Linked DNA regions of Mus musculus: region 2 is linked to region 1. The links are chromatin contacts, called in public HiChIP or PLAC-seq maps. All regions are on one chromosome and are shown on one strand. The core of a region is the stretch at or near the end of the contact, and the rest is flanking DNA. Distances in the headings are between cores, read along the strand shown.

What was found. HiChIP or PLAC-seq counts read pairs in DNA pulled down with a chosen protein or histone mark.
Region 2: a contact with region 1 is called in an HNF4G HiChIP or PLAC-seq map of pancreatic cancer cells. The contact joins two enhancer-like sites. A contact is called at or near these places in 5 of 39 promoter capture datasets (the HPC-7 cell line, embryonic stem cells, liver and 2 more) and 1 of 115 datasets of contacts at active chromatin or transcription factors (pancreatic cancer cells).

What each region holds. Positions count from the first base shown.
Region 1 is chr7:82,663,185-82,666,769 of GRCm38.p6, forward strand. The region is part of intron 4 of Efl1 (elongation factor like GTPase 1); the gene reads left to right. Among named protein-coding and RNA genes, the nearest start is that of Efl1, 16 kb to the left of the region's middle. Within about 2 kb of position 1,662, at least 71 of the 459 cell types and tissues checked have an H3K27ac peak or open chromatin away from gene starts, as enhancers often do. A contact at or near this core is called in pancreatic cancer cells, where this site is marked.
Region 2 is chr7:82,731,448-82,735,032 of GRCm38.p6, forward strand. The region is part of intron 15 of Efl1 (elongation factor like GTPase 1); the gene reads left to right. Among named protein-coding and RNA genes, the nearest start is that of 4933406J10Rik, 22 kb to the right of the region's middle. Within about 2 kb of position 1,879, at least 57 of the 459 cell types and tissues checked have an H3K27ac peak or open chromatin away from gene starts, as enhancers often do. A contact at or near this core is called in pancreatic cancer cells, where this site is marked.

The sequences.
Region 1 (3,585 bases), core at 412-2,911:
GAAGCTAGGGAGTACCCGTTGGAGACTGGGCCATCTCCGGGCCACCTGGCTTAAATCATTCTCCTAGACATTAGGAGTTCAGAGTCATACGGGGACAAAGGAATGAATGAGTCAGCTGCTTGTAGTGGGCATAACAGGCAATTAGTTATATATTTTTATAACTTATGCACCTTGGTTTAGATAACAGCACTTTCTATATTCTTTACCAATTAACGGACAGTTAAAACATTTGGAGAAGTGGGATAGTTGTTCATTCGTAGGCTTGGGAACATGACCAACTTCTTTGGCTCTGCCATCAAGATGAGGAAGTTGTCCCTGAGATGTTTGGACTCACAACTGTCTCCTCATAAGTTGTCCCTGAGATGTTTGGACTCAGACAACTGTTTACAACAGAAGCTGTTCTGCTGTAGGGAAGTCCTCAGCCGACTTAGTGCCTGGGACCTTGGATTTAGTTTCTGAAAACAAAATGGTATACTTAGAATAAGGTTTTGTTTTGTTTTTGTTTGTTTGTTTGTTTGTTTTGCTTGTTCCCAACTCTCCAACATAGCTTTTACCATCCCTAAAATGACTTCTCTTATGGGTTGACCTTTCAGTAACTATGCTATTTAGCATTTCAAATTTAAATACTTGCTGTTGAGCCTGGTAGGATCATGCACTTCTCCCACCTACTCAGGCATCTATAAGGAGGATTGTTTCGGCCTCTGATTCTGAGAGTAGCCTGGATTACATAGATCTCATCTTGGGAACAACAGAAAGTTCCACACGTGACCAGCTGAGGAGTAAAAACGGTAGTAAGAACTCAGTCAGTAGTAAGAACAGTCAGATTTCACTGCGCCCTTCTTTACTGGCTTTGCTTTCCCCTGCTCTTCTGCCCACATGCTGAAATACCACCTCTTTATTTCATAAGAGTCTGAGCTTTCTGGGCCCCATTAGCCTCCTTTACTTGATCTGTGCCTTCTACAGCACAGGGATGTCCCTTGACCATCTGTTTTCCCAACATCTTCGTCCAACATTGTTTATGCTTCCTTGACCCTCTAGCACTTCCTCCAGCAAAACTCCATCCTGATGAAGTTCGTTCCCTACACTTCTCCCTCTTCAGCCTTATATAGGCCAGCTTTCCACTGCTTTCCTATGGACGAGGTTTTGCTCATTCTCCCCAACAGCTATTTGAAACCTCTTGGCAGTCTTTGACATACCCCTCAAACCCCTTTCCAGACTCAGCAGACATTGCTGTTTTCTTTCTTGCAGAAAAGAAGTCTTAGCTGTCTGCCACCGTCCCTTAAACTGTAACTATGACATCTTTGCCTGTCTTCTGTCTTTAGAAAAGACATGTGTTCTGGATTCAGGCCCCACTTAGCATCTTTCCATCTGTGTCTATCTTCCTCCAGCTTTGGCCTCTAAACACAATTATGTATGTACACAGTTCTTTTCAACTTGAGTTCTTGCTGCATTCTTCTCTCTGGCCCAGGTTTCCTACTACGATTATTCTCTCAACTACTCTGATAGGCCCAGCATGTTACAATAATGGCACACACTGGCAAGGTGACGTTTGCAAGAGGATTGGACATTAATGTCCGACTCCCCTTCCAGGGTGGTGTAGCAGAGTTGAGTCATCAGCAAGTAATGACTCATGGTAGTGTGGAAGTACAGCTGCTCTGTTTACTACAGCCACAACAGACCAACAAAGGGAGGGCTGTTCTCTATGATGTGAAAGTCCAGGATGTGGCCACAGTCCTGATAGCTGGTGTGGACTGAAATTATACTGAAAAAAAAAACCAAAAAACAAAACAAAAAGAAAGAAAGTGAATGAAGTAAACCATGGGCAGCATTGCATGGTCCAGTTTGTTTCAGGTTGGAGGCAGATCCAGAGAAAGCTTTTGGATGGGTTGCAGCCAGAGGAAAGCCTACTTTGTTCATTACTCCTAAGTCATTAATCTCTTCCTACCAAACCCTCATTTGAGACTCTGAGTCTACACCATTCCTCTTATGGTGAGCTGCTCATGAGGATGACCCCCATTGTCTTGCTCCATCTTCCCACTCCAGAATGCCTGAGAAAAAAGGGCATAGAACTTACTGACCCTGAGTGCAGCAGCAGGGATGTGTTTCAAACACTACTTGAAGATTTCTGTTACAAATTGGGAAAACCATTCCTATATTTAAGACATTTATACTATATATAAACATATTTAATACAGTATTCCACAGATAGAAGATAGTGTGTCTTATGCCTTATAATCTACCAAATAAGCTGTATTTGCATTCTGTTGTAGTTACCAAATACCTGAAATAATTCACATAAAGAAGAAAGGTTTATTTTGGCTCAGGAATGTGGAGGTTTTGGCCCAGGCTTGTTTGCCTGTGGTTGAGATAGCATACTGTAGATGGACCGTGTAGCAGAGGAAATATCTCACTAGGAAGTGAGAGAGAAAGGAAGAGACTAGAGTCCTGCTCGCCCCTTGGAGGGCACTGGGTGACCTAAGACTTACCACTGGGCCCCACCTCGGAAGGCTTCTGCTATCTCCTATCCAAGCTAAGGATGCGCCCTTAAGAGATCCGCCAGACTCAGACTACAGAGGGCACTCTATTACTTGTATAACCTAGCCTTTCACATTGATTTAAAACACAGACAGGGGTAATATGGAGGAAGACCTGTAGTCAGGCACTCTGCAGGGGCTGCGTAATTTATGTATATAGTTGTGACTCTTCTGTCTTCAGAAGTGTGCGTCAGATAACTCAGTTTCTGCTTGTGTTGCTGCTACTTTTGGTCAGTTAGATTCAGTCTTCCTTTTCTAATACACTGAAATATAAACAAGGTGCTTCCATGAAGTTCAGATCTCTACCTGAAAGGTGAATTTTTCTCTTGCTGAGGGACGTTTTCTCCTGAGCTTTCATGAGCATCTATGGTCACCTGCCATGTTTTGGAAGAGGACTACTTAGTCCACAGAGCAGCCTTTAGCCAGGTACTGGAGACAACTTGGTTCAGACAGTTTCCTCAAACCACCCTAAAGTGAAGGGTATGGCAGAGTGTTTCCCATAACCCCATTAGCAGGAATCGAGAGATTTCTACCATAAAGAATTTCAGATGGACTTTTTTCTCAGTGGCCAGGCACATAAGAAAAAAGATTTTGTTATTTTAATTTGTTGCTTGGCCTACAACGAGAATGCCTAGGAAAGAAGGCAGAGAAATTTCTGTCCCCAAGTGCTACATCAGGGATCCCTGTTACAAACTGGAAAGTTGCTATCACCCTCCCCCATCAGCATCAGAGAGCTGAGGTAGAAGGTTCTGTTACAGATTGGAAAGATCATTTGGCACACTGACAAAACTTTTCACTTATAATTCCCCTACAAATAAGTCATCAGGAGGGGTTGGAAATGTAGCTTTGCCGGCAGAGTGCTTTCAGCCTCACAGAAAGCCTTGGGTCCAATCTACAACACACGTGCTGTTGCTCCTGTGCGTCTGCCTGTAAATCTCAGCACTCAGGAGATGGAGACAAGGTCAGAAGTTCAATGCCATCATTGGCTATCTAGCACGTTCAAGGCCAGCCTGCAATAAATTAGATTTTGTCTTTAATATTTTAAGTCCTA
Region 2 (3,585 bases), core at 629-3,128, 68 kb after region 1:
TTTCACTTAGCAGATTTATATCTGTGTTTTGTTTTGTGAAGCATGAGTGGAAGGGAAAGTGCTGCTGAGTCCAGCAGAGCTGTCCATTTGGCCGAGAGCCTTTGTTGTCCCACACGTCTGTATGGCCACCTTCCCTGGTGTCATTATACGGTTCATAATCACCTGATTCCACAGTACCCACTCTTTAAAAACTACTCACGAGTTCTTATAGCTTATGAATAATAAGTTTTCAGTGTAAAATTGGCAACATTTTTGAAAGATCACAAGATGCTAACAGGATAGTTTGGCTTATAATTGTTTTCCTTCCGTCTTATGTATATAATCTTATTTACATAATGTTGTATATTATTCTACTTTAAATGGTCATCCAAATTCAGTTTATTTAGTGGTTCATAGTATTCTGACAGGCATAGATATTTACTAGGTCTCTAGACATTTAGCCTGGTCCTGTCTAGTTAAAAAACACTGTTGCCTTGCAAAGAATGCATTGTACTGAAAGGAAACAAACAAAATGGCCATATCAGTTTTGAGCCTTCTCATTAGTTATTCTCACTAATTTTTAATTGAGTCATCATTAATCCAGCCCTTATCATACCAGTCCTTTCGTTTTTTTTTAATACTTTGATTGCTTTCATACCAGCATTAGCCGCAATGTTCTTACAGTACATAATTAAAACCCATGGCAACTATAAAATCTTTTTAAAATTCAAGTCGATATTAATATGAAAAACTGAACTGAAATGTTTTTTATCATTTAAAACTTTTAAACACATTTATTTACTTTGAGGCAGGCATTTGTATGTCATAGCACATGCGGCCCTTCCTGTATGGAGGTTGGAGGACAGCTTGTGGGAAGTCCTCTCCTTCCATTCCGTGGGTCCTGGGGGTCAAACTTGTGCCATCTTGCCTCCCCTCATTGATGTTCTAGTAAGAGAGAAAATGTGATGATTCCTTTTATTTTTAGGCCATAATAGCTGAACTGTTGTGCAGGCCGCTGCTGCTTACTGGGAAAGCAATGCGTGGTCTGGAAATGGCTATTAGCATGAATGGAACTGATACATCTTGCTTAAAACTGAGTTAGCAGGGCTAGGCTTGTAGCTCAGCGGCGCCCATGCCACATCAGCTGCAGGCATATGAAGAGCCTGAGAATGCAAAGTCGGGGCTCAGGCTCCAGTAAGCAAGCAGTAGCCAGCTGAGCTCCAGCAGACACCAACAGGGACTATGCCACTGTTCCTGGTATATCCCTGCATGGGAGGGTGACCACAGGTGATGATGATGTCTAGCGGTTTCTGAAATCTAGCAGGGACTTTGGAAGTTTTCACAGTACAAAATGACTTTCATTGCAGGCTTAACACATAAGAAATGCTGGGTAACAGTCTAAAATCGTCACCTTCTGTAACTTTATCTAACCGTTCCTTCCTGACAGCTTGGGATTGGCACATGTCCTGCTTTCCCCAAGTGTAAACAGTGGAACAGGATAGACCATTGGCAGCAGGTGAGCCCATCGAGCAGAGGCTTCCATTGAGCGCCTTGCTTTCTAGTGAAAACTGCCAAAGTCCATGACTGCTGAAGAGACTTTGAGTAAAACAGTGTTCATTAGAAGTGTTCAGTTCTAATGGTAAAGGGTGGTGCAGGCCCACTAGTAACGAAGCGATCCGACCCACGGCCTGGAGGAAGCTTAGCCTGCTGGTGGGGCTGAGAGGCAGCCCAGCCTTCCTCAGTCTCAGGTTCTTTGCACCTCACTCTTAGGAAGGACCTTAGCTAACCTAAGGAACAAGCCATTCCCTATCTGATAGGAACCCGAACCTCCCCCTGGACTCCAGGCACAGAGAGGTCCAAGTCTCACAGTCCAGAGACCAGTTCAGTTTATTGGCTCGGAATGACTAATACTAATGTAATTCACTGAAAGCATAGTCTCGGCTTTATTACTCTGCGGTCACTCACACCGTGGGAGCAGCCATTCAAGCTCCAGAAGCAACAAATGGCTGGCTCTGTTCTGTTGTGTTTTGTTTTGTTTCCTAACTTATGTTTTTAAAAATGTTACTGTGATAAAAGTAGAAATTTTGCTGAGATCATTTGTTTAAATGTGTGGGAACAAAAGGGATAACAGTCCTGACGTTCTGAGCACATCTTCTCCTCTGCATAAACTTATTTCACTATGCACTTAGGGTGGGGACTTTAAAGTGTGTGCGTGTATGATGTGAAGGGTAGAAGGGTCCTGGAATGTGATCCTCAGACCTGACGTTTACCTCCTGTGAGAGGGACTTTTTCCCCGCTTTGGTGGTCATTAACTAGGCGAGCCTGGATGGCCAGCGAGCCCACAGATCTGCTGCCTCTGCTTCCCGGGCTCTGGGCCACACACTTCCACATCCAGCACTTTTACATGCTTTCAGGGCGAGTGCATCCTGAGATGTCTCCCCAGCTCCCAAAAGATATGCTTCTTGGTGAACTCAGGAAAAAAGCAAAATATTACACATTACAAAAATATGAAACTGTAAAAAGGCAGTTAATAGCCTTATCAAGGTTTAACATTTACAGTATTTAAGTGGTGAACAATCTCGGGAACACCCACACATTCATCTGTGTTTCACTGATTTGGAAGTTTTCCTGTCATTGTATCCTCTCCTCTTACAATATTGAGTGGTCACCTAAGGAGCCCTTGTGTCTGTCCCCTCCTCGGGAACCTACTCCAGCGGGAGTCACTCTGTCGAGGCTGCTGTGTGTTTTTCACTTACCATGCTTTGAAAGGTGCTTGCAGCCTGATCACAGCCTCAGTCGGTGTCTGTAAACAGAAGCCTTGTGTAGATACCTCTATACTGGATTGTTACCTTTGAATGGTAGCATCGTATTGTTTGTAACTTGTGTGTTTTCTTATGCTGTTTCATGTTGCTTTAGCTTGGTGGACTTGAGGGAAGTTAGTTTGGTTTCTGAGATAAGAGTCTCACTCTGTAGCCTAGGCTCTTCTATCTATAGTTCATGATCCTCTTTCTGTCTCTAGCTGTGCAGTATTGGTATTATAGGTGGCTGCCGCTATGCTCACCTGCAAGGATTCCCCCCACCCCACGTTGATTCCATTGTTTGAATTTATCATAATGTACTTTTTCTGGTCTTCTGTTCATAGTTATTGAAAGTGGCTTTCAAGTTGTTGGGTGTTTTTTTTTTGTGGGGGGGGGGGGGAGGGGGGGCAGAGGTTGTTGTTGTTTTCACCAGCATGAGGGCTACAGTTTAAGACCTGGCATATGTTAAACAAACACTCTGCCCAAACTAGATCCGTGTTCCTTTTGCTTAAGTATTTAGACCCAGGATATTTTAGTCACTATTCTATTGCTGTGAAGAGACACCATGACCAAGGCAGCTCTTATAAAAGAAAGCATTTGGGGCTTGCTTACAGTTTCAGATGCTAAGTTCATCTCATCCTGGTGAGGAACAGAAAGCAGCAGGCAGCTGTGGTTCTGAGAGCTACATCCTCATCCACAGAGAGGAGGGAGTGAGGGAGAGACAGAGAAAGAGACAGAGCTGGATAGACAGGCAAGCAGGCAGGCAGGCAGGCAGACTGAGCCAGAGCCTGGCTTGGGCTTTTGAAAG